5 separate regions of the Mus musculus genome follow, and all the other regions are linked to region 1. The links are chromatin contacts, called in public HiChIP or PLAC-seq maps. All regions are on one chromosome and are shown on one strand. The core of a region is the stretch at or near the end of the contact, and the rest is flanking DNA. Distances in the headings are between cores, read along the strand shown.

Region 1 (6,315 bases), core at 2,177-4,676:
TTGACTGAAATCTTTGATTTTTTTAAAAAATGTTTTGACAGTTTCATATATATATATATATATACATATATGTACATATACACACATATGTATGTATACACACACACACATATATATATAATATATTTTGTCATGTTAATCTCTATTACCCTCTCTGATCTTCCTCCCAATCCTACTGAACCTCTTCTTCACAGCGAGTCCCCCTCCTGCTTTTAATGCCAAGTAGCTAGCCTGTGCTACTTTACACTCTAAAAAATAAAATGTATGTGTGTGTCCCTCTGAGTTTAAATATGGCAAGATCATAGATGCAGTTATTTACTGGAACATTGATAACTAACCAAAGACCACCCCACTGAAATGAATGCTCCTCCCCCCCCCCAGTGGTTAGAGTCCATAAACTCTCCTGAAATAATTAATGTAACAGTAGAAAGACATTGGAGTCCATGCCTGATCATGTTTGTTTAGTTGATTAGATCTTGCATAGTCCAGGCTGGCCCATAACTCCTGTCTCAGCTCGAGTCCAGGGCTTCCTCATTGACAGTTAGTAGGATTGCCTCTCTCTAAGATTTGCCGTCTTTAGAACCAGCTCAGAGTCTGAAAGTGATGTTAAGAAATCAGAAATATTTTGTGTATTAAGCTACTGGAATACAAAAGACATGATGTCTTCCAGCCTTGGACTGGAAATCTTCCAGAATTGGGCCTGATGTAGTGGTACGTGTCCGTAATCCCATCACTGGGAAGAAAGGAGGAGTAGAGACCTGCCTGGGCTATGTAGTAAGATACCGTTGCAGTAAAACTAAACAAAATGAAGTGTCCAATTAGGAAGACTGGGGCTTTGCTGAATTTCAAAGCTGTTCAAGATCTGGAGGTCAAGGTCACCCTGGCTACATAGAGACTCCAGGCCTGCTGGGGCTACAGACTACCTTTCCTCTAAGTGGATAGTTAAACCAGTCCATTTCCCCCAAACGTCATTTTGCTGTATTTTCCAGAAGGCTAACGCTTGAAAGAGACCTTTGATTTCCAAAATTAGTTTTATTAGAGGGATTATAATATGTTGCTATGTGCCAGGCATGGTGGCGCACACCTTTAATCCCAGCGCTCAGGAGGCAGAGGCAGGTGGATTTCTGAGTTCGAGGCCAGCCTGGTCTACAAAGTGAGTTCCAGGACAGCCAGGGCTACACAGAGAAACCCTGTCTCAAAAAAAAAAAAAAAAAAAAAAGAAAGAAAGAAAGAAAGAAAGAAAGAAAGAAAGAAAGAAAGAAAGAAAAAGTTGCTATACACCAAGTACCCACCCCCATTTCTTTTTTGAAAAATTAAAATTTTTTTATTGCAGTTATTTATTTATTATTTATTTATTGTATGTATACTTATGGAGGTCAGAGGACAGTTCTCTTTATACACTGTGTGGGTCCCAGGTATGAAATTCTAGTTGTCACGCTTGGTGGCAAATGCCTTTACAATCTTTACAATGCTGAGCCTTCTTTCTGGCACCTTGGGGTAAAAATTGTTTTTTTAATTTATATTAAGAGTTCAATGACATCAGTGGTGGTGAAGTACCTTCACAGAGGTGAAACATGTATTTACTATTGGTCATTTATTGATTCATTTCACTAAGGTTTTTACCATGTGCCCTAGACCATTCTGAAATTTAATATCTTTTGTCCAAGTACTGGGATTATAGAATTTCAGTGTTGACGGTGGAGAGATGGCTCAGTAGTTAAGAGTGCTTGTTCTTGTCAAGTTCCTAGCACCCAAATCAGGCCACTCACAGCTCCAGGGCATCTGTCCTATGGAGCACTGGAACACAAGTAGCACACTCAGAGGGGTGGGGAGGGAGGGAGAGAGAATCTTACACTTGATTAAAAAGGAAAGAGCGGCTGTGTGTTCTGGTAGAAGGTCAGTCACTTAAATGACTGAGGGCCGAATTAATGATTTCATCCATCCATCCATCCATCCATCCATCCATCCATCTCTGCCCCAACGCGCTTAGCTTAGCTGAGCTGGCTCCAGGGGACATCCTGGTGATAGATGATAAGTTACCATCCATGGAGCGAAGCTTTGACTTTGCTTTCCCTGTCTTTATGTTTGCTGCATAGAAGGGGAAGCCTCAGTCACCACTTGGCTGGTGTGAATGTATACACAAGTCGGATAGTTTGAGGAACTGTGCAGAGGGAAGGCAGTTCATGAAACCTACCGTGATTCGTGGGATGAGGGTTAGATCAAGATCTTTTTCTTCTAGACTAGGAACCCAACCTCCCATCCATGTCAGACAGTACAAAGATTATGTTATATTGTGCACCTACTGTGTGCCCAGAATCTGGACCTCCACCCCCATCTCAGAACCAACTCTTTGCATATGAGATTGGCCTAGAGGCAATTCAACCCCGGGCTACGGGCCTAGTAGCCTCTCCTTGGTTTAGAGCAAATCTCGGAAGCTGTAACTGCAAAAAGGACCGGAGCGTCGCGGTTCTTGCCCGTAGAGGGAAAGGCGCCATGGGGACCAGGGGCCGGTCCGCAACCGGAGGCGGGATGTAGTGGGAGCCACAGCTGTCAGTGTCGCACCCAGGGACTGCGCCCCCGCGGGGCCAACCGGGCGCCAGGGTGGAGAGGAGGGGCGGCGAGGGGCGGGGCACGTGGGGCGGGACGGAGGAGGGGCGGTGGCACCGGCTGGCGGCTCCGGCTGGGCGCGCCGAGAAGTCCCGCTCCGAGAGCCGCGAGCGCCAGGAGTAAGGCGCGCTCGGTACAATCCGGGCAGCGAAGTCCAGAGCGCGAGAGCAAGGGTGGGAGAAAGGGGTGTCCTCGCGTCACTACCAGGGACCCCCCTTCTCTCCCTCAATCCAGCCCCGGGTAGCCGGTGGCGCTGGCGGCGGGCCGCCTGATGGAGTTCACTTGAGCCAGGAACAGGCGGGAGAGGCAGGCCGGAGCGGAGCTAGTCCTGCGCGCCCCGTAGCAGCTTCAACCACAGCTTTCCACACCGCAGGCGGGCAACACCCGCGGCAGATTGCGACTCCCGGAGCGTGTCGGTGCCACGCCGCAGCGGGCCCAGGACCCATCAGATCAGCCCGCGGCGGTGCCGTACCGGCGGCACCCGCTGTTGGGGAGCCCGAGGCGGCCGCCGGGGAGCTGCTTTCGCCTCTGCCGCCGTACGCCCTCCTCCTCCTCCTCCTCCTCCCTCTCCCTCCTCCCTCCCTCCGCACATGGTCTCCTTTGTCCTGTCGCCGCCGCAGCCGCCTCGTTCTTAGCTCCGCGCGCCGCGGCAGCGGCTCCCGGGCCGCTGCTCTTCAGCCCTGCCAGGTCCCCAGGGCGCACCAAGTTGAGCCTCTGGTTTAAGCCAGCCGGTTCCCCGCGCGCCCCGCAGGAGCAACCAGGAGAGCGCGCGGGCCGGGCCCCCTCCCCATCTCCCCGCCACCCGCCCGGGACTTGGCTGCGTTGGATGTGCGCGCGCGGCGTTGACTCCTGGCTGCCGTGGAGGAGCCGGGTGCTGCTGCTGCTGGCTCTGCTGCCGTTTAGGATCCGGTTCGGATTTGGTTCGCGTGCCTCAGCTTTGAGACTTTGGAGAGGAATTAGCAAAACACACAGACTTGTGGACCTAGCCGGGCCGGCTGGAGTTGGGCGTTTTCTCTGCCTTGGGTTTTGGTTGCTCTCTCCCGGTGGTGTGTGGTGATCCACCCGGAGAGAACCTGACGGAGGACTCAAACCATGAACTTGGGGTTGACAAGACCGCCGAACCCCTGGCGACCAGGTAATGTTGCCCCACCACCACCACCGTTGGGGGGATGGGGTGGGGTGGCTGGCTCGCCTGCGGTCCGCGGTTTCGGGGGAGGAGGCAGGGGTCGAGGGGTCTTTTGTTGCGGCCGCAGCCGGGCCAGGGTGGTAACGGAGGCGGGCTGCTGGCGTCTGGCGGGCCTGGCCTTCCTCCCCCACCCCTCCCCCGCTCCCCTTTGTACTTTCCTAGCTCCCTGAGCTGGCTGGGCTCGGCCGGTGAGCCGTGAGTGCCTGCCGGGGGAGGCCCTAGCCAACAGAGGCGATCCCACCTCCGGGAGTGAACCCATAGCTCCCAAGGGAGATCCGCTGGACTCCTAGGCTGGGAATGCCCGCACCGGCTCGGGCTAGGAAGGGCTCCTTGGAGCGGCGCTGCCTGCTGACGGGTCACTGTCCTTGGGCTGAGCTCCGGGTCCCCGCCCTCCCGCTTGTGCGCACGCGGAGCCCGGGGAAGCAAAGGAGAGCTAGCTGGTGCAGGAACTCACCCGCGCCTAAGTTTCTAAGAGAATTGTCTTTGCACCTTCTTCCTGCGGGTGCCGTTTTGGAGAGCTACCTTAGCGAATTGAGTTTTAAGGGGTTCCGGGTACAGCTTCAAACATCTGGGACCCACCCGTGCGCACGGGAATTTTTTATTTCTTTATTTTTATTTGTTTTAACCAAACTGCTTTACCCAACTTTTCCTTCTACGCCAGCTACAGCTTCTAGACCATAAAAAGTATTGACATAAAAGGCAAATAGTACCCACCCTGCCGTAAAATGCCCCAAAGAGCATGTTTGTCTGGGAATTTTAGGTTGTGCTTCTAAGTGTATATAAAACTCATCAAAGCCAATCGAGGTGAGGAAATGAAATAGCAACTGATATTAAATTCTGTGCGGCTAAAGGTAATGGTTGCTGGAGAGAAGCGGGAAGGCATCCATGCGTCTGCCACTAGATCCACCGCACCTGCAGTCCTCATTGCTAATTTAAAAAGAAAAAAAATTAGGGAAATGAACCAAGTTATAGAAAGAAATGCACTTTTTTCTTCTAAAAGCAACGAAATGAAAATGTCCCCACGATTAAGGCGCCCAGCGATATGTACAAACGATTTTTTAAAAATACGTGTGTATGTGGAGGGTATATGAAGAGATGAAGGGAAAACTTGCAGGAATCAGTGATCCCCTCCACCTTTAAGTGAGTATGGAGGATCCAACTGAGGTTGTTGCATTTGGCAACAAACCTATTTACCTGCTGAGCCATCACGCCCACCCTGTATGGATGATTTTTCAGTCTTGTTGAGTGAAGGAAAATTACTTGAGGACCGTTGAAGCAGCTACATGGAATCTGCACCTATCAAGGCTTTGCCTGGGAGACTTACTTGAAGAATTTGGACGAAGATGGTCCAGGAGGCCAGATGGAAGAACAAGGGACCTTTTTTATTTTTATTTTTATTTTTTAAACCAAGGCACCGAGACACATGTACCTTTGGTGTTTTTTTGCCTTTCCAAAGGAGGCCTTTTTGAGACACCCCCTGACTGTAAGCAAGGCACAGGAGACAATTCAACACTTTGTGACTGATGCCAGTAAATTGAAGGGCTCAAAAAGCTTCCATTAGAAGGCATCGCTCCAAGCATCTTGAATCTCCGTCAGACATATTTCCTTGACAACCATTGGTCACAGAATCATCAGGTCCTCAGGGTCACTTCATTATCTACTTGAGAGCATACTCAGAGCCTAGTGGTGCTCACAAAGGTGACAGAATCACAGGGGCTGCCGCCTACCGCCTAATCCAGCTCTGGCTCCCATACCTAGAGCCACGCAAATGCAGCCTTAACAAGTTGCTTCTCCCTCTCTCTTCTTGCAGTTTTGGAAGAGCAGCTAATTTTTTTTTTTTTCTTTTAAACCGATTTCTTTAGGCCCATTAGACTCACTGTAATAGAAAAACCCCAACATTTTTAACAGTTATTTTAGTTCTGTAACATAACAGAAGAGACAGAATATTGCTCTCGTGTGCATGTGTGTAGGTTTTTTTTTTTTTTTCCCCCTTTCTTTCAAAAAATATTAACTCCATTTTGGTTTTGAAGCCGAGGCTTGCTAGTGACCATTCTAAGAGTATTTCACATCATTTTAAGGACGATGAAAACTCTTTGAGTTGCCAAGTTTTAGACTGCAAGACTTAGAAAGACATAGAAATCTCATTATGATTTGGGAATAGTAACACCTTTGGTGCCACTGTGTGCTTTTTCAGATTCACGAGTCTCTGTGTGCAGTGCAGATCAGTGAGGCTTTGTAACTTAATATTCTTGAACTGTTTAATGCTGAACACCCTCCACGGGACCTTCTTTGTGGCTCATTTTTATGAAATGCTACTCTAATAATATAATTTTGTTTAGTGTTACTTATGATGTCAGGAAAAGCTCTGTGTATATTTTATTCTAACTGCAAAAGCAGAGGGGTTATCTCTGTAGGATTTTTCACGAGTGAATGCAATTGAATACTTATTTTGTATATTTTTTGCCCTTGAGCCTATTAATCCTCTGAACCACCGTATAGAAGGAAGATTAGAATAAAATAAA
Region 2 (6,315 bases), core at 1,517-4,016, 770 kb before region 1:
TTAGCAAATGTGACAAAAATTTAAAAGCTCTGGATTGCTGTATTAGACATGGGTATTTGCTTGAGGTTTTCATTAATTTGAGAAAATTTCGACTGAAAAATGGGTTGACTGAACTCATTATCATAATCAGTGGCAGGTGATTCTGAATTGTCATTGTAGTTTTAAGGTAAAATGCTGCTATTGGGTACTCTGTGGGGATGGAGAAATGGCTCCATGGTAAAGAGTATATACTGCTCTTCCAGAGTTTGATTACCCAGCATCTATATCTATTTGTGTCTGTCATGTCACAACCACCTGCAGCTTCAGCTCCAGGGGGTCTAACACCCTCTTTTTAGCCTCTGTGGGCATTGTGCTCATCTCACAGGCAGGCAGGTAAGTACAAGTACACCCCCCCCCCACACACACACACACCTACCTTTCTTTAAAAGTGTGATCTACGCCTGTATGTGGTGTGTGGCATAAGACTGTTAAGCTTCGACTCTTGCATAGTCCAATAAGAGGCAATCTTAATATGCATCTGATGTGTAAGTTAAATAAGGAATGAGACATCAAGATATTTGAAAAGTGCATTAAAGAAACAGGATTTTGGGTACCAAATCCAGTAGGGGTATTGATGGTAGAGTATGAGTGTTCATTACTACTAGGTAGGGGCTTCCTATGGGTTTGTATTCATAGCACAGTTCTTCAGTAGGCATATATGAGAGGTCAAGATTTAAGAGCTCTCTTAGTAAAGATGGTAACAATCTGAGTGAAGGAAATGGTATCTTTTTAAGAAATATGGCATATGTTGTGCAGTGCCTGGGAAGTGGCCAGTTCTCAGTAAATACTTGTTGAGTGAACAGGATGTTGATGACTTGGGATAATGCTGGACTAATGTTAATGACTGAGGATCAGAGAAACAGGTAGCTGGGCTTTGCTGCTTTGTGGGTTCTTCTTTTTCCCATCCTTCATCCCTGCCCCTGATTTACCCCCAACACTAGATAGGAGAGAAACAAGGACAGAGGAGAGAGAGGAACTAGGAAAATCCTTGCATCTAATCTGTTTCCGTTTGTTTCTTCTTTGACTAAGGCTACTAATAGACTGTGGCCAACAATCACTTACCATGCCTGTCAGGTCTCTCTCATTCATGTATCCTTTGAAAACTTCCCAGAATTCCAAATGTCACACAATCTTGGAAATTAACTGCAGCTAGCAACACCATGCTACTGCTAGAGCATGAGGCAAATCACAGTCCGCTGCTGTGGACAGTCCAAAGCAGCCTGATGTCCTCGCACCTGGGAGTCAAATGAAAACGTGTTCTTGTATTATTTCTGTGTTTTCTAAAGAAACCAGAATTCCAGAATTTTCAATATAGGTAGACTGTTGATATTTCACATTCCAGTAAAGACAGAGATCCTTACCCATAGGGGAACCTTCTGATGGCTTAACTCAAATGGTAATCGGACTGTGCCTGCATATGGACACTTGCTGTGTCCCTCCTTCTGGAGATAAGGACATATAGATTCAGACGACTGAAGCCATTTGCAGGATAGTCAACATTGAGATCATGAGAACTCAACCTAGACTTTTCAACTCTTTAATAAAGGTCTTTATTCTGCAGTCAAGGCCAGTGTTGTTTTGCTCTGGGAAGTGATTTGTTGAATAGTATATCTGTATCACGAGAGAGTGATTAAGCATGAAGAGAACGTAATAGAGCAAATGTCCACACACTGGCTAGTCCCTGTTCCACTACTCACTTCCCTAGTCATCATTTGGTCTATTGAATAAAGAGGATAATAAAATTGAAGTAGTAGAACTATGTGTGATTTATAAACAAACCTCTCCATTGTACTTAGTAGGCTGTAGTTATTAGAAAGAATGGGAAACCCTAGTTAATATTAATGTAGGCTACTTAGGAAAGGAGCGAGTACAAGCAGCATTAGCCTGCCTCTCCCTCTCTCCCACCCCTCCTCCTTTCTCAGCTGAGAATGGGTTTACCTCTACCAGTCCAGTGCTGATGTGGCTGTTGCTATAAGAGATGTGTCAGTACCGCTATAATCTCACTTTAGGAAATCAGACAACATCAAATATGCCTGAGTGGGATGTGGTCTTGTCGCTTTCAGAAGTTCAGTGAGGTGTTTGGTATAGAGGGGCTCATCAGATAAGATTCCATCAGTTTTCAGAAATCATACCAAGACAGCAGAGAGGAAACATGACCAACACTAAAGAGATGGAATATATATTTTATACCCATATTAATATTTCATTGACAAGAAGGTCAAAATCTACATTTAAATGGAAATATTTAAAAAGCAGAAGCATAATATTTGGCTAGGTGAAACGCTGGGGGTTTCCAAGCACACAGGCCACATCCCTGTGCCCCTGGCTTGACAGATCTGCTCTTTCTTAGAGTATCCTGGGGCTTTTGATTGCTTCAGGCTTGTGAGATGACTTCAGCCCTACACTAAGAGGCCTTCATTTTAAGTGTTCCTCTATGTGACCCTTAATTGGGTTACATCCTACCTAACATCAGGCCTGTGGACAGGACCCTCTCTGAGTACGGTCCGGGTATGTAAATATCTAGAAGTTTGTTTCACTCATGTTGTAAAATGGATACAATAGGATTGTAGACAACCAGGAAGTCTGAAGTCACGGAAAACCCAGCTAAATGTTTTCTAACAAAAAGTACCAGAACCATCAAGGCATATATTGCAAGGAACACACATTTAAATTCTGTTCACTCTTTCTTTCCCTCTATTGTTCATAGTGTGTGGTAGACTTCATTCACAACATCCCAGTTGTAAGGTGGATGGCTGCCTACACAGTATTCCAAGAATAACATCTTTGTGCACTCCAAGAGGAAGGAAGGATGCCAGGAAAAGGGATCTTTATAGTTTCTGTTCATTGGTTTCTGTTTGGTTTTCGTTTTGTTTCCAAGAAGAAAGCATCCCCCCCAGTAGCCTGGAGGAATTTCTTATATCCCATTGACCATTGCATTCCACTCCTATTGTGGCGTGATTGTTAAATGTCCCCACCAGATACATGTGTTTGAAACTTGGTTCCTAGCTGGTGGTACTGTTCTGAAAAGTGGAGGAAACCTTCCCAGGTTGAGGTTTCCTGGAGAAGTGGGTCACCTGGGCTTCTTGCAATCCCTTCTCAAAATAAACAAACAATAGAAAAATGTGTCTTTCATATGTCCTGTTAGATGATACTATGTCAAGAGGACAAGTTACAAAGCAATAGACTCTTCAAAGGAAGCTTGACTTGTTGTTTTGTTCCTGGTTGACTGCAGCCTGAGGTGTTGCAAACACTTAGGGAGATGAGCTCTAAATCCTTTCCTTGAGAAGTACAAAAGGCTTCACAGGCGGGAGATGGATCTCACTTGGTAGGTGCCTATCTAGCCTATAGGTTCTGGGTTCAATTCTCAGCACTTGGCCATCATTTTAAGACTTGGGAGGTGGAGACAAGAGGATTAGATTTTCAAAGTTATCCTTGCCCAAGCAGTGAGTTTGAGGCCAACCTGTGCTGAGACCCAGTCTCATAAAAGTAATCAAACAGCTCACCCACCCATTCATGATATCTGGGCCCAAGAGTCCCTCAGAAGATTCTGTGGTTGCTGGTAGGTCATGGTGAAGACGTACATTTTTTCTGTAGCGAATTGAATTCAGATTAGAATAAGAACTTGGTTCTACCGTGGAGTCTGAAAGTGGGAGTGTGATGTATCCAGAGTGTAGTATGAAGGTGGTTCCTCCATAGCCTCTTAAAAGAAGACAGCACCGTACTCAGTACTTACATATCTCTGATTATTTACCTAGCTAGCCTCATTTTGCTGTTATTTCTTTACATTTTTTTATTTCCTTCAGTTTGATTTGTTGTTCAAAAGGTCATTGTCCCAGGAAGGAGGACTTACAAGTTTACTCTTAGAATAGAAAATATTTGCTCCCTTTATACCTTGTAAAGATCTTCTTCTTGCCAATAGATTTATTTTAGAGAGTAAAAGTTGGGAGAAGTCATCTAACTTGCATAGAGATGGGGGAAACTGATGTATAGCATAAATACTGGCAGTGTGTAGCCGATTAGAGACGTTCACAAGTGTTGTCATACATTGTAGTTTGCTCTCCTTATCCTTGAATTGGATGGTTTTACCTGATTTCCCACCCGAGGGAAACAACTCCTTGTAATAGTAAGGATGCTGGTTGCAGGCTGTACTGTATTGCCCCTAACCATAACCCCATTAAGGGGTTGTAAATAGTAGTATAATGATGTCTCAGTCATTTGTTTTGATGTATCTGAGCTTTTAATAAATCAGTCTCAGCTTGCTTAATAGGAATCTGAGAGCAGAGCGCGCTCCTGCCAGCAGCTGCTAGTAAATTATAAAGCATTCATCTGTTTTACAAGGGAATTAAATGTTTGTTCTATTTTAAAGGCTGTGACTAAATGAGAGAGGAGAGAGGGGGAGGGGTGAAGCTAGGGAAGAGGGAGAGGGAGAGGAAGAGGGAGAGGGAGGACTTGTGTGTGTCCATGCATGCTTGTGCATGTGCATAGCAGATTGTCTGATTCCCTTGAGCTCAGAGGCTCAGGACTCCTAGGTTCCTGGGAGCACCTATAGAGAGCCATGTGATTTAGATTGCCCCTAGCTAAACCCTGTTGTTGTCCTCTATGCTCCCTGTGTTTCTCCAATGGCAATAGTTATTGGATTACATTTTTTTTCCCACTTCACGGGATCTAGAGAAATTCACATCCCATTCCCCCACTCATGTCTTGCTGCTCCCCTCCCCCCCCCCAAAAAAAAAAAACGTGTAGAAAAGAGTATTAGATAAATCAGATATCTAGCATGACTGATTTTCAATTGTGTGTAAAATTGAGTTAGGCTGTTTTATTTGATTTCCCTGTTTACACTGGAAGTGGACTTTCCACTCTTCTTTTCCACTCCGTTGGCCTTAGGTAATCTTAAGGATAAAGCCTCACAGTACAGAGAAACACAGGAGAGACGGGTAAGAAGGCTCCCAGGGCTGGTGGCCACTTACTCTGTAAATTCTGACAAGTAGTGTAGACTTTTTATTCTAAATTCTGATACGATTTCAGATTCGCCAGAAAAAAAATCCCAGAAATCGCTATGGTAGTTTCATTTGTATTGCTGTGGTCAAATATTGTAAGAACAGCAGCTTAAGGGAGGAAAGATTTGTGTGTTTCACCCTCCAGGTTGTAGTCTGTCAGTGTGGGGAAGTCACAGTAGCAGGAGGTTAAAAAGGCAAATCACAGCCATAGTCAACAGAATAAGCAGTTCATGCGCGAGAAGCGATTGAGAAAGAAGGATAGAGGAGGGAACAAGAGCCTTCTCACCAGTGCAGGCCCCTTTGGGAGAACAACCTGCAGTGTTGGACACAGGAAGATCCATGGACTCTTCTCTGCTTACAAGCAGAGGGAGTTAATGGGGCTGGGAGGTACAGGAAAGGAGGTTGAACAGTTTCATTGTTTTGGAGTGCAGTTTGTTTTTTCCAGGGGTAGTGTAAGATGTTAATGCAGTCAGCATGCATCTTTCCTAGCTGGTCCTTTCTTGGATCCATGGGAGGGGAAGGCAGGCACCTAGAGAAACATACTCTATTGGTTCTAGAAATGTTACGGTGGTTGTAGGAATTGTTAAACTCAACAAAATGGACTGGGTTCAGGAAATGACATGGCCGTGGCTAACAGTGTGTGCCTATTGCTCAGCTCGCCTTTTCACCCTTAAAACAGTTGAGGGTTAAAATCCAGAGATTGGCACTGATTGCATTCAGGGTGGTTTGTACCACCCCAATTAACTCAATTAAAATATCTCCTAATAGGCATGTACACAGGCTAACCTAATCCAGGCAACTCCTCATGGAGATAGTCTTCCCCGGTGACTTTGAGTGGTGTCTTGCTGCCAATTAAAAGCGAGCATCACAAAAGGTATAGGGGAATCCAAGATACCTTGAACTGAGAATAAAATGTACGTGTGGTTTATTGTTGTTCTGTCGCATGGGTGTGCCCATCACTTCAGTGAAGCTGCAAGGTTGGTCATCCCAAGATCTTTCTGGTGACACTTCTTACAGCACCTCTGTCAGCATCCTTGCCAGCCTAACTTATGACAGCTGTCCATCTGCTCTCTATAAGTAGAAATATTTACTTGTCCAGACATTAGAAACAACATCATTTTAAAGTGCAGATCATTTTATTACAAAATATTTATCAAGGGTACCTTTTTATAGAAACCAACTACAAGTATATCTTAAAGAAAAGTGGAGTTGATCTAGAATAGCTACATAGAATATGATATCACTTAGTGTTTTCTTTTAGGGAATATCTAGAGAAAAA
Region 3 (6,315 bases), core at 2,503-5,002, 660 kb before region 1:
TAAAAGGATCCTGCTAGTTGAGGTTAGATAGTGATGTGTTTCATTAAGTCTCAGTATCCTTCCTTAGATACAGTGTTCATGAGGCCTCTGCATGAGTCTAGCCTCCACACCATCCGCATTTTTAGAATCTTTCATTGTTGTTTCCCTCTTTTGGAGGACTTGTATCTTTTAGGAGAACATGAGGAGCCACAAGGAAATTGACATTCAAACAAGATGCCCATCTGTCATATAGACACTGTATATTGGGTGTGTGGGTGGGTGTGTGTGTGTGTCTTTTTGTTTTGTTTTGCCTTGTATTGTTGTTGTTTCAAGACAGAGTTCCTCTGTGTGGCTCTGGCTGTCCTGGAACTCACTCTGTAGACAAGGCTGGCCCAGAGCTCAGTGATGTGCTGGGATGAGAGGTGTGCACCACCACACCTGGCTCTTGTCATTGTGTCATTAAGGGCAGGTAGTCAGCTCCTTTCCCCACCCTACCTTGCCAGGTAGGGAGCACTGAACCACTTGCTCTTCTTCGCCATAAGGCCCTTTAGCCTTACTTGCCTTTCCAGGGTATGTTGCCAGTGTCAGCCACCACCACCTGCCTCAGATCTATGCTTAGTTTCTTGACACTCTGCCCTCCCAGGACCTTGTTACTGACTGGCCTTTTGCAGTCTCCCATGTTTCCATTGAGAGTAACAAACCCTGCATGCATTAATAGCATTATGGATTGATAGGGCTTCTGCACTGCACGGACCTTTCAGTGTTAACCCCTCAGTGCATTTACTAGTTGCTTTCTTTGTTCCCTTGCTCTGAAATCCAACTCTTTACATCACTCTTCAGGGCTTCAGTGATAGTGTCCATTTTTAGACAGCTGTGTTTGAGGTTGGAGTATAAAGTCTTCATTTATGTGGCATTACCCCCCAGGTATTGGTAACAGACTGGATTTTCCTCCCTGCCATCTCTCCAACTACCCTGAAAATACTAAAGAAGCATTAATTGTGCCATGCATATTGCCAAACTGTGGGGCTTTGACTGTGATTGAGTTTGCCTGGTGACTTGTTGGCAAAAGGTCCCAAAGTAAGAGGGTGGTGCCCAGAAGTCATTGGTCAACAGTCATGTAGCCATGACAGTACTAAGAAGATTGCAAGCTTGGTGTCTTGTATCCACTTCACGTGGGCACTGTGAGATAGTGGAGAAGGGACTTCCGGGAGATATTGAGGGCCAAAGGCAAGACCGATGAGAGGATATGACGGAAGACCGTGAGGTTGTTCTGGATGCTGGGTGCTTTCCTCGATACCTACAGTTGTCATGGAAGCAAGAGGCCTGGATTCGAGTGTAAATACCACAGACCCTCTGTGGTCAGTTAAATGATTAATCTGTGGATGGAGAGATGGCTCAGAGGTTAAGAACACTGACTATTCTTCCAGAGGACTCAGGTTCAATTCCAAATACCCACAGGGATGTTCACAACTGTCTGTGACTCCAATTCCAGGAGTTCCAACACCTTACACAGAAATATGTTCAAGCAAAACACCAATGCACATAAAATAAATTATAAGCGATTCATGGTCCCCATAGGCTCATGAATGTGAACACTTGGTCCCAGGTTGGTGTACTGTTTTGAGAGAGGAGATGGTGGTAGTGGTGGTGATGGTGATGATGATGATGATGATGATGATGATGATAGGGGAACCTTTAGGATGTGTGAGGCCTTAGTGGCAGAAGTTCATCACTTGGCTTTCAGGGATTATACCTTCATCCCACTTCCTCTGTTTTCTCTGCTTCCTTTATATGGATTAAAATGATCAGCCAGCTATAATCAGGCCCTCCCAGCCATTATGGACCCCATCCCTCTGGAACTGCAAGATGAAATAAATCCTTCCTGAAGTTGCTTTCAGTCATGGGATTTTAATCACAGCACCCACAAAGTAGTTAACACACCCTCTCTTGCACCTCCTGTGTGCTGTATATCTGCACACAGTTAACTCAAATCAGGATCCACTGAGATCTGTTACTGTCACAGTCTTGTGGAGTAAGTTCAAAGAAGATTGTGTCAGTGTCTATAGAAAGTACAGTGTGTAGGTGCTCTGCAGATGCCATTTCTGCATCATCATGGGTAGGTTTATAATTACTATGACTGATGGATGAAGGGCTTTGATTTATTTTTAGGATAGGATTTTAGTGATATTAATACCTAAAATAGTAAATGCATATGTGCCTGCCTTTTTGCATGTATGAGCACATGTGTGTGAATGTATGCATATGTACATACCTGTGTTCATTAGCGTGCATGTGTGTGTATCTGTGTTCATGTGTTTGTGTGTGTGTGTGTGTGTATGTGTGTTTAGTTGTTGGAAAGATGGCTCAGGAGTTAAGAACACTTGCTGCTCTTTCAGATTGCAAAAATCTAGAATGACCTGGGGAGAAAGTTTCACCTGAGGAGTTAAGTAGATTGGGTTGGCCTGTGACCATACCAATGACGGATTGTCTTGATTGTTAGTTAATATAGGAGGGCTCAGCCCATTGTGGGCGCAGCCATTTCCTGGCAGTTTTTCCTTACTGTATAGGACAGGAGAAAGGCAGATGAAGTGAGTACCCTGATATTCCTTTCTCCCTGCCATTGATAGTGACTATATTGTTCCTAGCCTCTTGACTTTCTTCCTCAACCTCCCAGCGTGATGGACTGTAACCTGGATCTGCAAGCTGACTAAACCTCCTCCTCCCCTGAGACACCTTGGCCAAGGTGTTTAATCACAGCAACAGAAATGAAATTAGAACAGATCTTAATTATTTTGTTTTTAATAAATACATGGTTTTTTTTTTTTTTTTTTTGGGTTGTGGAGATGTAGGAAAAAATGTGTGTACCACCATACTTGAAGAATGCGTGTCATTGTTATTGTTACTACTTTGTGACAGCATCTCACTACATTGTTCAAGCTGGCCTCTGCTTGTTGATCAGGGTGGCCTCAAACTTGCAGTTGAGTGCTAGAGATACAGGCATGCACCACATCTGACTTTTTAAAAAATTGTTTCAAGAGTTACCATTTCCCCTGAATCTGAGTATATCTAGCTCATTGCTCATAGCATTCTGAGATCAGGTGCCTAACGCTTACATATGCTACGCCATGCTCACATATGATTTCACACACCCCATGTGCTTATTCTTACAGAATGCTATTTCATAATTTCCCTTAAAAACTTGGCAAATTTTAAATGATAGGAATATAACAAATCCCAAGATACTTTTTTTTTCGACTCTTAAAAAAATGTTACCTGCAAACTGGCAGCCGTTTTTCCCAAGCTCATAATATTTCTAGAAGAATATCAATAGCTATATCAGTGGCTAGAAGAAGTAGAAAGAAAGACTTTTCTGAAGGCCTTAAAGTGGAGTCTGAGTCACTTTGTAAGAGCTACTGAGACTAGGCTGTGTTAATGTGGAGGAGTCTTCCATAGCCAAGGGGTAAGTTCTTACTATGGCCATGATGGAGTTAAAGCGGAGACAGAGCCTCTTCCCCACACTGGGGCTCTGTCAGAATAATGTTTGGCCAGGTGTTAATCTGTGTCCCGAGGGGAGGGCTGGAGATCATTATTCATCCCTGGAGAGGCAGGAGGGGAAGCTGAGGCTTGCCTTCTGGGAGGGTGCCAGGCCAGGGCCTGCCCCTTGCTTACTGACATGTGCCATTTGCGATGAAGACAGCTGAAGTCCATTTGAGGAATTCTGCTGTCAGCCAGCCAAGAGAGAAACTCAGAGGGAGAGGCGGGCAGCTTGGCAAAGCAGTCTGGAGTGCAGTTTCCGGAGCAAGATCAGTCAGTGCTGTGGGCACTGGGGAAGGTGTGTGGGGATATAAAGAGTTAGAGGACCAGTCTGGAAACAGTGCATTTTCCTGTTTACCTCCTCTGGCTCCTCCTCCTCTCCGTCTATCTCCATCCCTTGCAAGCTTGGAGTCTGAAAGAATCCTTTGTGGACGCTGCTGCACAGTGGGCTTTTTTCCTTCCCTTTTTCCTCCCCTGACTCTTTCTGCTCTGAGGGCAGGAGGTGAGAGGATGATCAAGTCAAGCTGGTTCTACGTTAAGTTCAAGTACACAGACAAGGTAAGTCTGTATGTTTTCTTTTCCCAAGGGAAGCCTGCTTCTTCTCCCTGAGGTCTCTGGTTGACAGGTCTCCGAGGGACTCTGAAAGCAGAGGAGCCCAGGAGTGTTAAATGTGAATGTGTTTTCTCTGGCTTTAGGATTCCTGGGTGAAACCTGAGTTTTAGAGCTTTGAGTCTGACTTTATCGTGAACCAAGGGGAAGGTGCCTTCCCTGTGCTTGAGAGGAAACGATCTTTGAAGAGGAACAATAATGAAGCTGCTGTAGCAGGGGCCGCTGGTTGCAGCTAGAGGCTGAATAGAGAGCTGGGGTATTTGTTCCCACACTGGTTACATTTGGTTCTGAAACAACTGATCACCCTCCTTACTTATAGCTTGCTTTAATCAGAAGTTAGATTTTTTGTTCTCTTTTGTTGACTGTAGTCTTCATGTGTAGATCAACTTTACAAGGTGGCTTGGGTGTTGAAATGATCTACAACATGTGTTCTGGTAATACAAGAGACCATTACTTTACTCTTTCCTCAGGCATGACGTTTTAGGGAACAAATACCTTTTGGTTGTATCTGAAGTGTTGTTATTAGAACTGTTGTCTTTCCTTCCTGTAACATACTGTTACCAGTGGTTAGGGTGGAAGTGAGTACCTGCGTTAGCATGTATTCCCTGTATACAGTGATAGAATTGTTAATAAAGACAGCTTTATTCACCTCTAGCGTGGACTTTGTACATACTCCTCCCAACCCCCATGTGTCCTCACTCGCCTGGGACCGCCTGCCATGGTTTTGACTCTGGGTTTTCTATATTACTTACTCTTTTAGGAACTGGCAAAATTAGAAATGAGGTTTTTATGTAAATTTGATCATCCTTCCTTCTTGGAATTTTCATTCATTTGCTTGTTCAAAACATGGGCATACCAATTGTACAATTAAGCTCTGATGGGGGTATGGTAAGATGGAAAAATCATGACTGTGTGTGTGTGTGTGTGTGTGTGTGTGTGCGTGCATCTCTTTCTTTGTAGACATGGTCTCATCGCACAGGATGGCCTCCTGGCCTCAAACTTATTCTGTAGCAGAAGATAGTATTGAACTTCTGATACTCTTCTACATCCTAATTGCGGGCATTGCAATTGTGCACCAGCATATGCGGTTATGTAATGCTGGAGATTGAACCACGAGGGCTTCATACATGCTAGGCAAGGGCTCGACAAACCAAGCCACATCCCCAGGACTTCTTGCTTGTCAGTATATCTGCTTAAGCAGCTTTAAAAAAAATGCTTCCTTCTGTTTGGATTTGTTTCTGGTTTTGTTGTTTCTGATCATATGTATTTCACCGACAGCAAAGGTATGTGTTTACCCACAATGAAATTACATGTTTGTTTGTTTTAATTTAAAAGACCCTTGTTCCATTTTAAAGCCATTTGCTTTAACAGTTACAACTGTAAAACACCACCTCGTTGTGTTTGGTGGTGAGAAAGGTTATCCTCCAGCCTGGATTCTTTTTTTTTTTTTTTTTTTTTTTTGCCTCAGAGAAGCCTTCTACCCCAGTTTTTGTTGTTAGGAATTTGGATATTTGGATGTCTACTGTGCCTTTTAAACCTTTTCCTTATATTTTGAGCGTTTCCTCTTGGGAATGTGAAATCAGGAGTTACAGCAGGGGACAAAACTGATGCTACAGGGGGAACCTTTCCAGGAAGACTTTGTGCAGGAAGAGAAAGTAGGCAGACAGTAGTGGCTTCATCTCAGTGGTCACATTTCCCATCCTTGAGCACGGTGAGAGCACTTTACATGCCAAGATGTGGCGGGGCAAAGATGTAAACTCTCTGAGGCTTTAGTACATTAAAGAAGACCCTCTGTACTTTTATTAGCAGAGAAGAAGAAAAGAAATGGAAACCTCAGGTTCATTTTTGGTATGCATCCTGGGTTGCAGATCTCAGTGCTTCTCTGCAGAATTCCTGTTGGATCAACAGTGATTTTTCATTGTATATTAATCTTCGCCCCTCCTTACCAGTTTCTCTCTTTTGGTGAGATTTTAAAAGATCTTACTGTAAACATGGTTACAGAGATGCTTATAAAGCGAACGTCCATCATACCTTGTATTCTTTCTTAAATCCCCCTCCCCCTTGTTGAGACAGGGTCTCATTGTGCATCCCAAGCTGGTCTGGAGTTTGTGGTGCTCCTGCCTCATCCTCCTAAGAGCTGGGATTACAGGTGTGCTCGCCCACTCCCCTCAGTAAATGAGTCTTTTACGGCCA
Region 4 (6,315 bases), core at 2,628-5,127, 620 kb before region 1:
CAATTTCCCGTGATTCTTTTTCTGTAATTGAATGTTTATTTCAATTAAGTAAAAAATTGTGAAAATGGTCATACAGAGTGACTGATGATGGTAGGACACTTATTCTCCCTAAGGCAACCTGAGCTCTTGTGGAGAGGACAGAAAAACAGTTCATCTGGTAAGGCTCACTGTCAGCTGTGTAGTTCAGGGACACTGTTGTGTAGGAATTCAAATTTGTACAATTCCAGGGATAGAATGGCTGTTTTCCACCACCTCTGGGTGGTTGTTCTTCCATGTCTGAGTGTGATGAGTAAAGAGGTGTAGGTGTGTGTAGGTGTGTGCGTGTGTGTGTTCTTGTGCATATATGTTCATGCAAACGTGGATGCAAATACCTGCTTTATGCATTCATGACATTTTTATGTAGGGTGATAGTATCCCTGATCAGTGGCCAGGAGTGGCTTTTGGTGAAGGTGCAGTCTCAGTTGCAATGGAAACCTTAGGACTGAAGGAGTGGTGGGAAAAAAAAAAATGAGAGACTTAACACCATGACTCGGGTTTGGAGTCTCTGAAGAGGCCAGGGGAGATCATTGGTGAAGGCTCAGTCACAGTTGCTATCTAGACAACTATCCAAGGACAGTGGCAAGCGTGATCAGCCTGGGCCTCCTAGGTAAGCTGTGTGTGCTTTAGATGGCACAGCTGATGAAGTGAAGCTACCCGAGCAGGTTGGAGCCAGATCGTGAGTGGATCCTACAAGCAAGATAGTGAGCTATTGAATTTGATTTACAGTGCTGTGTTGGTGTTTGCTTTGATATGATTGTCACTATGCTCTGCTTCTCCCTTCTTGGAATAATAGGTCTGTAATTATATTTTATTTTATTTTATTTTATTTTATTTTATTTTACAGGATCCCATAATTGAGAGACTTTGGATTTTCATAAACATTGGACTTTTTGAAGTGTTGAATTCTTTTAAACACTTTGGGACTTTTAAAGTTAGATTGTGCTTTGTGTTGTGATAGCAGCATGATATCTTGAGAGGATAAACAAGAGAGGAAAGGTTATGGCTTGATAGTGATGTGTTTGTTTGTCAAGTTATTAAAGTATCAGTTGTGCTGGCTTGTTTTTGTCAACCTGACGTAAACTCGAGCCACCTGAGGAAAAGGAACCTCAGCGGAGACATTGCCTCCATGCGATTGGCCTGTGGGCGTGTCTCTGGAGACATTGCCTCCATGCGATTGGCTTGTGGGCGTGTCTCTGGAGCAGTTTTCAGGTTAATGTTTCATTTGAGGGTGCCTAGCACACTTTGGATGGTTCCATTCCTGTACAGGTAGTCTTTGCTTGCTTCATTTCTTATATATGGGAAGATAAGCAAGCCCGTAAGTAGCATTTCTCCATGGTCTCTGTGTCAGTTCCTGACTCGGGGTTGCTGCTTCGACTTCCTTCAATAATGGGCGATAATGTGTAAACCAAATAAATCCCCCTCTCCCAAAGTTGCTTTTTATCAGTCAGAGCATTTTATCAGAACAGAAAAGCAACCTAGAACAATAGACCATGAGATATTTTGAGCTAGGATGTGTATAAAGTTACTTTTAATTGAACAGTCATGCACCGTTTTTATGGTATTTGTTGCTTTTCTTCACAGTGAATCTCTTCCTAGGCTGGCCTTGATAACACACACACACACAGAGAGAGAGAGAGAGACAGAGACAGAGAGACAGGCAGACACAGAGAGACAGAGAGACAGGCAGACACAGAGAGAGAGAGACAGAGAGACAGAGACCAAGAGACAGGCAGAAACACACACACACACAGACAGAGACAGAGAGACAGGCAGACACACAGAGAGAGACAGAGAGACAGAGACAGAGAGACAGGCAGAAACAAACACACACAGAGAGACAGAGACAGAGAGAGACAAGAAAGACAGGCAGACACAGAGAGATACAGAGAGACAGAGACAGAGACCGAGAGACAGGCAGAAACTAACACACACACACACACACACACACACACACACACACACCTTACTTTTGGTGATGTCCCTGATCTCTTGGTCTTCCTGCTTCTGAATCAGCAGTGTTGGGATTACAGATTTGTTCCACCATGCCCAGTTTATATGTTTCCAGGAATGGATCCCGGTGACTTCTTGCATGCTAGATATACACTATACCAACTGAGCCACATCTTCAGCCCCTGTATGTGTATTTGTCACAAAGATCACTTAGGCTACTGTGTTGAGGGTAAGGAGTCATATAGAAATAAGAGCAGCAGGCAGCTGACATCCAGGGGAAGGGTGATTGGCTTGGACCGGTTAAGTGAATTAGAACTGAGGAGATTTGCAAACAGGTTAGAAAGCAGATGACTTTCTTATCTCCTTATTAACAATGCAACAAGTATTTTAGTGGCTTTGTGTTGCAATTGAAAGTGGAAGAACTGTAGCAAATAATGTGTAGCTTCTTTTGAGTCTGTGTCATTTTCTAAGCAGCGCGTTAAAAACACTGGTCTCATTTCAGTTTATTTCAGTTAGTTCACCTATAAACTCTGTAATGGACTTAGTCTGCTTTATAGAAGAGGAAACTGAAACTGAGTTAGGACAATAAAGTCCAATGTTGTGTATCAAATTGGAGTTTTTCTCAGAAGCACATTTGAATGTTGAATCTATTGTAAAGATTATTTTGTTTGTTTGTGGAACATTGATTGAGCATCTGTCTTAAGGCTCTGGTTTCCAGTTTCACATTGTCTTACTTATAACGTGAGGCATGTTTAAAGTACTTTTTATTTTATGTGTAGTATAAGTTCATTGTCTCCAACTCAAAATGTAATTGTCGTGTCGAATAGTCATGACCAGTAGATGGTAAAAGGATCTGTCAGACTGCATTCCTGGTACTGGTTCTCCTGTGAAGATCTAGAAGGTGCTATCTTCTGAAGCTGCTCACTTAGAGTCAGGGTGGATCCACTTCTAAGCAGAGAAATTACTTAGCACTGCACACAACCATCCCTGGGACAAAGCATTTTGAAAAACTGGAGGGTAACCCGCTTGGCTCCTCGGAGTTGAGCTCGCCTGATAAAGGAGAGGCCTGGATACCAGCTGTGCACACTCAGGACGGGACTGTGGCTGTTGGAGCCTGAAACAGTGAGATTCTGAAATGTGACCTGTGGTGTCCAATACAATTTAAAGGTTTTTACTTTGTAATTTTAGTATATTTTATGTGCATGTGGCACAGTTGTTGCTGAATTGGTTTTATGTGTTCGGCAGATGGGACCACTCTAAATCAGAATATTTTATTAACATCAGATGGTAAGTCTTTTGAAATTCTGCCTTTGGGCCATGCAGCCTGTATATACCATTACCTGTGTTCTGACTTCAGAAGCTAGAGTCTAAAATGGAAGCACGTGAGCGCTTTGGTTAGCAGTCGCTGCAGTCATTGAAGAAGCCTGGCCTACCTTTCTCTGCAGTCTCTTGGTTTATGGAGTGTTCTTGCCCCACAACACTGCCCACTGTCAGTAGTTGTGTTAATTATTCCTCTGTTCCTTAGTTGGATTCAAGCCCAATTGTAGTTTAACTTAACAAATGACAGGAAGCAGAACACGTGGTACATTTTTTTCTTGAAAGTTTCACAGAGGCTCATATTGGTGCTATTTGTATGCCTCCCTCCCCCCAGTGTGTCTTTAAATTCATTCCACATTGCCTGTGAGAGAAAGGCGGAGGGAGAGAAGACTGTTTGATAGAGAGTGCTCGAAGGAAGAAAGACAAGCTTTCAGATGTTGTCTGAACAAAGCTCTGGGATGTGAAGACGGCAGCATCTGGGGGTTTTCAAACACTGCAGTTCTGCTGCCTGCTTCCTTTGCTGTCAGAGGAGCAAGAAGCTGCTTCCTGTCATTTCCCATCTTGTCACTTCCAGGCCCAACATCTTGCTGCTTCTTACACCAGCTGTTGTTGTGTTCTTCCTGCTCCACAGACAGATGGTACCAGAGCTCCTTCCATGATCTTTCCCACCCAACCCTCCAACACGCCCTCTCCTGCCTTGTCTGAGTCTAAAGAAATCTGCTGTGTGCTACCTTCATAGAGCAAGTGTGTGGCTCTGCTATTCACCCAGCCTTGCTTAAGGATTTCAGAGATGATGGGAGGGAGGGTAGGGAAACTTCTGGGGACACTGTGATGACAAACCTGTACATCATGTCCAGTGTGAGGTGCCTCACAAAAGTCCATCTTCAGGAACATCTTCATTTTTTTTTCTGAAGTTCTACTCAAAACATGGCTGTGAGTTTTAGAGATTTTTTTTTTCCTTAAGGGCTTGTTTTTTCTTATCCTTCCACTTTTGAATCCAAGGTAGGAGTTTTCCTGATAATCTTGGCTTAGGTACTGTCATTTCACAGAGCAAGCTGTGCAGTGTTAATGGCTCATTTTAAATTATTTTGAGACCATCTCATATAACCCAGGCCACCTTTAAATTTCATATTATAGTCAAGACTGGGTGCAATAGTATTTATATTACTTAATTTATATCTTTACATTTTTACATTTACTTATTGTTTTTAAATATTTTTTGAAATAATATTTATGTGTATTTGTCTTTGAGGGGATATGTAGCAAGACCCAAAAGAACAGCAGAGAGCTAGAGTTAAAGGCATTCACTAACTGCCTAATTTAGATGCTGAGAACCAAACTCAGTCCTCTGCAAAAATAGCAAGTGCCATTAACTGCTGAATTCTATCTCTAAACCCTCCATCCATCCATCCATCCGTCAATCCATCCATCATCCATCCATCGTGTGTATGCATGTGTATCATGTGTGCACATTTGCATGTAAGTACTACAGCATTGCATGTGGAAGTCCAAGAGCTGTTTGCAGAAGTTAGTTTGTTTCCTACTATGTGGGTTCCGGCATCAGGCTCATGTTATCAGGCTAGAAGGTAAGCACCTTTATCTCTTGAGCCACCTTAGCAGTCCTGTGGCCCCGTGGCCTTAAGAATTCTGATCATCCTACCTTGGCTCCCAAGTGAAGGTTGGCATTGCAGGCTTGTGCTACCACACCCATTTTCCCTGGGACTAAACCCAGACAAGCACTGGATCAACCGAGACAGGTCCCTAACTGGTTAATTGCTTAGTTTACACGCACTATTTCATATAGCTATACTGGGTTCCTAGGTGAGGATAGGAATTTAGAAGTTATATTGGAATGTTTCCTCCACCTAGGGCCGATAAAACCTAGTTTATTTATTATAGGTGTTGTTACAAGATAAAAACAACAACAACAACAACAACAACAACAAAAAGATACTTTACTTTTTCTCCTTAAATAACCATTGCTTTTCTAGGTACAGAAATATCAGCTCTTTGTAGAAAGTAATTTCCTAATAACCTAATAACCACTCTTAATACTTGGTATGTTTCTGTGTAGCATTTTTCTTCGGCTTTATTTGTTCTGTTAATCCTGTGAATTAATAGGCTGCCCTCATTCTGTAGCCTCTTTCCCATGTGTATGTGGTGGCAACAGGAGTGTCAGTGGATCCAATTTCTTCAATCTATCAATCCACTCCACTCCCTGTAGTACATTATTACACTTTTCTTGTTGTTACTGTATCAGATGAGTGACACAAGCAACTTAAAGATAAAAGGTCTGTTTTGCTCAAAGTTTGAGGACAGCATAATGGCTGGAGCTTGAGGCGGCTGATTATATGGCATCCACAGGCAGGAAGCAGAGAGAGATGGATGCTGGTGCTCAGTCACTGTTTCCTTTTGATTCAGTCCAGGTCACCAGCTGTGGGGTGCTGCTGACCACATTCAGGGTAAATCTTCTCTCTTCTGTTAACTCAGACTAGAGATTTCCTCACTGACGTGCCAGGAGTTAATCTCCTGGGCAGTCCCTAGAGCCTGTCAGTCTGACATGGAATATTGCTTGTAACATTGTTTTACATAGTTTTACACTTATTATGCATAGCAGTTCTTATGTTGTTCATAATCTAGGAATTCTCTATTTTAATGATGAGAAAAATGTGCCTGAAAATTTTCCACTCTTAGCACAAGGTCACCAGCATATGTGAGAGGAAATGGGTTTAAGGCTATACTGACACTGTCTACAATTTGCCTGTCTTCCTTCAAAATGTCTGACATGGACTTGGGGACTTGGCTTAGTAGGTAAAACCCTCCCCTAACCCTGCAAGTTTGAAGATGGAGTTCAGATCCTTAGAATCCACGTAAAGTAGGTTACGGCAGTCTGTGTCTATAATCACAGTGCTCCTAAACAAGGTGGGTATCAGAGACAGGACAACCTCTACAAGCCTGTGTGCCACCAGCCTGCAGTACACAAAGGGAAACTACAGATCGGACAGAAGC
Region 5 (6,315 bases), core at 2,404-4,903, 600 kb before region 1:
TTCACCATCCCCCTTAACTCTCAATTCATAAAAGCTAATTTTCATGAACATTTTTGCATTGTTTTAGTTTTAAAGAAGTAACAAAAACAAACAAATACACAGCAACAACAACAATAATAACAACAAAACACCAGAAGTCAGATCAAAAAACAGTGTGGGTGTGTTCATGAGAAATTACACTCCTTAAAGTACACTTCAAACCATGTGTCAATGCAGTTTTGACGCAGCAATGTGCTTTCAAACATGCAGGTCCTGGGTGGTAATTGAAGAATTATTTACTGAGTGTGGTCAACATGTAATATATGAAATTGCAGTGAAAATATAAGCATTGCTATTTCCTATTGCTTTTAAGGCTCTCTGAACATTTCCTGATATCACAGGGCAGCACACTGAACTTTTCCATAGTATTTAATCAAGAACTTGACCCAAATGAGGACGTGGGGTGTGTGCGTGTGCGCGTGTGTGTGTGTGTGCGTGTTCACACAAGGTCTTATGTATTCCTATCTGGCCTGAAACTCACTATTTAGTCTGGCAGTGACCTCGACCTTCTGATCCCTCTGCCTCCATCTCTTGAGTGTTAGAGTTGCCAGCATGCACAACCTTACCCCTGGTTTATGCCATCCTAGTTATTGAACCCATGGGTTCTCATATGCTACACAGGCACTTGGCCAGCTGAGGTACATCCTTAGCCCTTTTTTTCCCTTCCTTTTGTAGATAGCATATTTTCTCTGGGACCAGGTTGCTGAGGTATAGTGAGCCTCCTGCCTCAGTCTCATCTGTAGCTGGTACATGATTCTGTGGAACTAGAGAGTCCAGTCTTTGAGTAACTGAGTAACTGACCACCCACATGATATGGATCAAATCTTTCAGTAAAGTCAAGTTCACTAGCTGGACGTACCACGTGTTTGTTTTTAAGACATGGTCACATGTTGCCCAGGCTGGCCACAAGCTGACTTTATAGCTACTCTTCCAGTGCTGAGGTTACTGGTGGGAGGGGAGGATACCATATCTAGTCTATGCAGGGCTGAATCTTGAATCCAAAGCTTCTTGCATGCTAGACAGGTCCTCTACCAACTGTGCCAGCATCCCCTGCCCACATTACCCCTGCTTGTAAAGTATCTTCATGGACATACAGATTTTCATGTTTGATTTAATTAATATTGACTTAGCACACAAAGTTAACCAGCACAGTGTATATCTCGTCCTCACTGTGTCTGTGTCTCTCACACAAATGAGTTTATGAGACATAATTACTGTTAATGAACTTCAGGTACTAGGACAATGGTCTGTTGTAATAGGATATGCTTGCTTGTGGACATTAAATATTAAGTTCTATCAACAGCTCTGAGGATCAGACAATTATTTTTTAATTTCATGAATGAGGAAACTGAGGCTCAAAGAGCTCCTGGCTATTTAGGCGAGCTCCATCCCCAGCTGGTTGTGGTGGCATACAGTAGCATTGAAGGGGTGGGGTGCATGTTTCATGGACTTTTCAGTGGGGAAAACTGGCATATGTCCTTCCATTCCCAGATAGGTACTAATGACAGACCACAGTCCCAACTTGGTTAATCAATATGTTTACTGGGCTTACTGAGTCTGGGCAATCCCAAATCAACCTTATCATCCAAAGTGCCTCACTTCTATGTGGATGATGTCTCTCCCACAGATGCAATCCCCTTTCCAATTAACCTTCCATTCTCTATATTTTAGTAACTCTCAACCTTGAGGCCACATTAGCTGGGGTTTGACAGAAAGTAGAGTTACCTGGGAACAGGCATTTTCTTTATCAGATGGGCATTGGGTTTGTCTGTGGGACATTTCCTTGATAGATGAATAATGTGGGTGGATGGCATCATCCCTTGAGCAGGTGGTCGGTCTAGGGTTGTATAATAAAGCAAGCAAAGTAACTGAGCCAATGATTCAGTGCTTAAGAGCTCTTTTGCTCTTCATAGCACCATCTGTGTGGTGGCTCACAACTGACTGTGACTTATGTCCAGGGTGTTCCCCTGCCCTCTTCAGGCCTCTCAGGGCACCAGGCCTGCAGGTGGTACACAGACATAAGTGTAGACAAAACACCCATACACATAAAATAAACAACAATGAAGATACTATTACTACTACTACTACTACCCCCTGGAACTCGATGAAATCAAATAAAAAACCTTTTCCCCCTAGTTGTTTTTGGTATTTTATCATAACAATAGAAAACAAACTGGAAGAGACTGGAAGGGAGGTGTCAAAGGGAGTGGCTGGAATCTAAGGTAAGATTGTAGTGCCCCCCCCCCCCCCGATTTCTATGAAAGAACATTGGCATGTCTGATTTTTTTTTTTTTCCTGAGAGAAACAGATGGGAGGGAGAGAGGGAGGAAGGGAAAATATGTGCACAAGAGAGTGTACCGATACCTGTGGAGAGAGCAGGTACTCCCTTGAGGAATTGCAAGTGGGGTTCTGAGCTACTCTACCTGCAATTCAACTGGGATTCATACCTGGGTCCCCTTCAAGAGTAATATGTGCTTTGTGGTTAAGAGCACAGACTATAGATCCATTTCTCTCTGGCCCCAATAGGTCTCTTGATGTTTTCTAGCAGTTATTCACATCTGCTCTGATGATGGCAGAGTAGTGGCTCTTAGGCTTGGAGATCTGTGTCTTACTTCTGAGAGTAGGAGAATCAAGTTGAGGGTCATCCTTGTCTGCATAGTGAATTCAAAGCCAGCCTGAGCTATATGAATCCCTGTCACAAGAAGCTGGGAGAAAGAAATTTTGAAACCCTGACCTCTGGTCTTGTGTTGCATCCACCTGTTGCTCCAGTGTGTATCACTGGTCATTTCATAATTGGGTATGATACAGGGGTTCCACTTGGATCAAAAGAATAGTCAGTCTTGGCCCCCTTTCCCTGCTCTCTTTCCCTTTCTGTTTTCCTCCTCTTCTTATCTCTCCTCCCTTTCCTTTCTCCTTCCCCCTCTTCTTGTCCACTTCCTCCCACCCCCTCCTCTCTCTCCTTTCCTCACCCCTCCTCTTCCCTCAACTACTCACCCCTTCCTTCCCCCAGGAAGCTGAGCCAGCACTCTGTGTTTAGCATTTGATAAGTGAAATATAGGACGTATCAGCCTCTGCCAGGCCAAGAAAACAATGAGCAGGATAGGGCGTGTAGAGTGCCACCTCCCAGCACTCTGTCCCCTCTCTCTCACTGAAGGATTGCTTCCCTGTCAGCTGCCAGACCCTTAATGTGCTGGCTCAGCTTGCAGAGGATCAGTCACAGCTGACAGGCCCTGCAGCTGCAGGTGTGGTACACAGAGCTCTGGGTGGTACCTAGGACATCCTTTGTCTACTGCCAATTGCTTCTGCAAGGGAGCAGCCTCCTTAGAAAGTGGTGAGTACAGCTTCAGATGCAGCCACGGATTCCTAACACTTTCCTTTCTTTGGAGCCTCCATGTGTTGCCTTCCACATCCTTTGCCCGGTCTTAGTCACAGCCAGCAACCAGTGCTTTGACATTGGCACTGTGAAATAGAACTGGGCAGAGAGGCCCAGGGGCTGCTTGTGAGCCTCTGTGGGCTTGGCTCCTAACAGTATGGGATGCAGATTGGCCTTGCAGAAGGATGTTAAATAGTATACTCAGAGGAAGTGCTTGTGGATGCTTCCAATGCCTAATTGGAGATCTAGCTAGGCAATTTTCTTCAGCTTGGCATGGGACGTTCTGGCTGTTTGTAGATGGTGCTTGATTTATACCATGCCAACTTGGTTTTTGGCAGATCCTCTTTAGTGCGTTTATTCTAGAGTTGGAAGCACATCCTAGCTTCGTGAGTGTGTGGCTAGGAGGAGCTTTATAGCTAGGAGGTGATAGATGGCATTTTCAAGGAAGTAGGCATTAACACGGGGTCCTCTTTAATGTATGTTAATAGACATTCAGATGAGTTCTTTATTTTGGAATTAAGGGAGGAAAGAAACTACAGGAGACAGAGAGGGAGTTGTCTAGTTGAAGCTCTGTTAGATGCCAAGAACTTGGCTCTTTTAAACTTCTGCCATCGTCGTACTAGTTTTTATGGTAGTTTCATTATGATGCTGTGATAAAACACTCACTGACCAACAGCAGCTTAGGAGGGAAGCTTATTTGGTTTACACTTCCAGGTCACAGTGCATTAGCAAGAGAGGTCAGCGCAAGAACTCAAGGCAGGAACGTAGCGGCAGAGAGTGCAGAGGAATGTTGCTTCCTGACTTGCTCCTGGATTTGAGTTTAGTTAGCTTTCTTACATAGTCTAGGACCACCTGCCTAGGAAGGTGTCAGATAGAGTGAGCCCCTGCATCAGTTAGTAACCAAGGAGATCCCCTACAGCCACAGGTCTGATCAGCAGGCTCATCAAGGAGCCTTTCTTTCATAGGACAGTAGCTTTATTAGTTTGATATGACCAGTGAGAACAACTCATGTTTGTGGGTATGTCTGTTTCTTATATGTTGTTTTTTAGGGTTGTTTTTCCCCAAGATTGTCTTTTATTGTTTTCTTTTGGCTGGGTTATCCTTGTGGTTTAACTAGTGTTAGTATCTCTTACTGGTCATATATTTTAGCACCTTTCTTAGCACTCTTCTCTCACTTTTCATGTTTCTCAGGTCTTACTACCTCCTAGTCCTCAATCTGGTCCTGTGTTACTGGCTATCAAGTGTAGACGCTAGACTTCATTGTGCTCTGTCTACAGTTAACATGTGGTCACCTAAGAATGTGATAGCAATGCCTTTAACAACCTAAGATGCTGGGTAAAAACAGAAGGCGGGTGTTAAATTTGGATATCCAGTGTGGAGAGATTTTACAGATTTCCTTGTGTGAGAGAATGCATTCTTGATGAATCTGTTGTTGCTCCCTTGGGAGGTTAAGAAATAGTGTAGTGAATATAGAGAGTATATTGCCCTATAGTCGAAACAAGATGGTCATTAGTCAAATAACCAAGGCACTCTTAGCTGCTTCTTTACCTAATCCAGGCACTGTAAACCTCAAAGGTATATGGGAAATTATGTTCTTTCTCTTTTTTGCTGTTTTAAGTTAGAGCGTGTAAGACACACTCTAATTGCCTTCAGAGCTGTTTGCTTTTAATACTAAAATAGCTGTTTAGAGGTCATTGAAGCCTCCTGTAATGTGGAAGCAAGGCTGTCATGTTATCGGTCCCTTTGGGCTTGATCTAGATCTGTTGCTAGGTTTGTTCTTCTCCTCTTTCTTCAGAGCCCATCCTCCCATAGGGCTGGAGCACTCCCTCCTTCTCCATGATTCCTTTCCTCCTTCCCTTCTATCCCGGTCATCAACACAGCTTCATTTTCTTTCTCTTCCACCTTCATTTCTCTCCATCTTAGTTTTTTAAGTTCACTCTCTGCTTCAGTGTTTGCACATTCATTATATGAGCCTCTTAAACTTACTCATCTGTATCCTTATTGATCAACAGATTTCCTTAATGGTATCATAACTTATGTTTTTATTTGTGTATGTGTGTGTGTGTGTGTGTGTGTGTGTGTGTGTGTGTGTACACTTACATACCCCATGTGTGTCGATACTCAGGGAGACCAGAAGAGGATGACATATCCCTTGTGGTCTGGGAATATATCTCAGATCCTCTTCAAGAGCAGTGCAAGCCCTTAACCACTGAGCCACATTCCCAGTTCCTAAACTGCCCTTTTAATACATGTTCATACCGTTAAAATTTCAATCTGCCACTTCATTGTGGAAGAGTCTACTTCTCAGTTTACTTGAAATCCCTGTGCCTTCTTCAGGAACTTCTCCATAGCTATCATTGCTCTGGATGCACATGCTGATCTGTTTTGGCTGGCCTTGCTCTCTCCCCCCCTCTCTCTCCTTTGCTCTAGCTGTCCAGATGCTGGCATGTCTTGAGATCTTCAGTATCATGTCCCCTACTCTCTCCTGCCCTGTCCTCTGGCTAAATAGGATAATGCATATCTACCCTCTGTATAAGCTCCCGCTCTGTGTCTGTGCATAGTACCATATAGCTGTATGCTCAGACATAGAGGTGGATGTGCAGTCTAGAGGGGGCGGGGCTGTGCTGAATCTGCAGCCTCTTTTCATCTGTGTAATTTAGACATTTAAAGAGAAGGTCCTCCCATGTTTTATTTCCTCATCTTTCATCATTGTGAGTTTCCAAAGTGGGGAGACTGACTCCCTATATAGCCCCGGCTGGCTTTACTCTCTCTCCTCTGTTTCAGCTGTCCAGATGCTGACATGACAAGTCTGTTCCAGCATAGTATACTCAAGGAAAATTTGCCCTTTATATTTGTGAGTGCTTGTGATATGTTTGCAATATGATGCTGATCTGTTATGTCTT

The links. HiChIP or PLAC-seq counts read pairs in DNA pulled down with a chosen protein or histone mark.
Region 2: an H3K4me3 HiChIP or PLAC-seq map of stem cell-derived neural progenitor cells shows a contact between it and region 1, with 2.5 times the contacts expected there. The contact joins two enhancer-like sites. A contact is called at or near these places in 3 of 115 datasets of contacts at active chromatin or transcription factors (epiblast stem cells, large pre-B cells and stem cell-derived neural progenitor cells).
Region 3: a contact with region 1 is called in an H3K4me3 HiChIP or PLAC-seq map of neural progenitor cells, with 4 times the contacts expected there. The contact joins two enhancer-like sites. A contact is called at or near these places in 3 of 484 Hi-C or Micro-C datasets (cerebral cortex, epidermal suprabasal cells and olfactory sensory neurons), 13 of 115 datasets of contacts at active chromatin or transcription factors (cardiomyocytes, craniofacial prominence, embryonic basal ganglia and 10 more) and 1 of 9 other capture datasets (embryonic stem cells).
Region 4: a contact with region 1 is called in an H3K4me3 HiChIP or PLAC-seq map of embryonic limb bud, with 4 times the contacts expected there. The contact joins two enhancer-like sites. A contact is called at or near these places in 11 of 115 datasets of contacts at active chromatin or transcription factors (craniofacial prominence, differentiating embryonic stem cells, embryonic basal ganglia and 8 more).
Region 5: a contact with region 1 is called in an H3K4me3 HiChIP or PLAC-seq map of forebrain, with 5 times the contacts expected there. The contact joins two enhancer-like sites. A contact is called at or near these places in 2 of 484 Hi-C or Micro-C datasets (the C10 cell line and brain), 12 of 115 datasets of contacts at active chromatin or transcription factors (craniofacial prominence, embryonic basal ganglia, embryonic forebrain and 8 more) and 1 of 9 other capture datasets (embryonic stem cells).

The regions. Positions count from the first base shown.
Region 1 is chr5:131,535,087-131,541,401 of GRCm38.p6, reverse strand. All of the region lies in intron 5 of Auts2 (autism susceptibility candidate 2), which reads left to right. Among named protein-coding and RNA genes, the nearest start is that of Gm29681, 120 kb to the right of the region's middle. Within about 2 kb of position 3,426, at least 172 of the 459 cell types and tissues checked have an H3K27ac peak or open chromatin away from gene starts, as enhancers often do. A contact at or near this core is called in craniofacial prominence, embryonic basal ganglia, embryonic forebrain and 5 more, where this site is marked.
Region 2 is chr5:132,303,667-132,309,981 of GRCm38.p6, reverse strand. The region is part of intron 1 of Auts2 (autism susceptibility candidate 2); the gene reads left to right. Among named protein-coding and RNA genes, the nearest start is that of Auts2, 240 kb to the left of the region's middle. Within about 2 kb of position 2,766, at least 7 of the 459 cell types and tissues checked have an H3K27ac peak or open chromatin away from gene starts, as enhancers often do. A contact at or near this core is called in stem cell-derived neural progenitor cells, where this site is marked.
Region 3 is chr5:132,192,653-132,198,967 of GRCm38.p6, reverse strand. The region is part of intron 2 of Auts2 (autism susceptibility candidate 2); the gene reads left to right. Among named protein-coding and RNA genes, the nearest start is that of 4930563F08Rik, 320 kb to the right of the region's middle. Within about 2 kb of position 3,752, at least 36 of the 459 cell types and tissues checked have an H3K27ac peak or open chromatin away from gene starts, as enhancers often do. A contact at or near this core is called in neural progenitor cells and olfactory sensory neurons, where this site is marked.
Region 4 is chr5:132,159,068-132,165,382 of GRCm38.p6, reverse strand. The region is part of intron 2 of Auts2 (autism susceptibility candidate 2); the gene reads left to right. Among named protein-coding and RNA genes, the nearest start is that of 4930563F08Rik, 280 kb to the right of the region's middle. Within about 2 kb of position 3,877, at least 41 of the 459 cell types and tissues checked have an H3K27ac peak or open chromatin away from gene starts, as enhancers often do. A contact at or near this core is called in craniofacial prominence, embryonic basal ganglia, embryonic forebrain and 2 more, where this site is marked.
Region 5 is chr5:132,133,444-132,139,758 of GRCm38.p6, reverse strand. All of the region lies in intron 2 of Auts2 (autism susceptibility candidate 2), which reads left to right. Among named protein-coding and RNA genes, the nearest start is that of 4930563F08Rik, 260 kb to the right of the region's middle. Within about 2 kb of position 3,653, at least 15 of the 459 cell types and tissues checked have an H3K27ac peak or open chromatin away from gene starts, as enhancers often do. A contact at or near this core is called in forebrain, where this site is marked.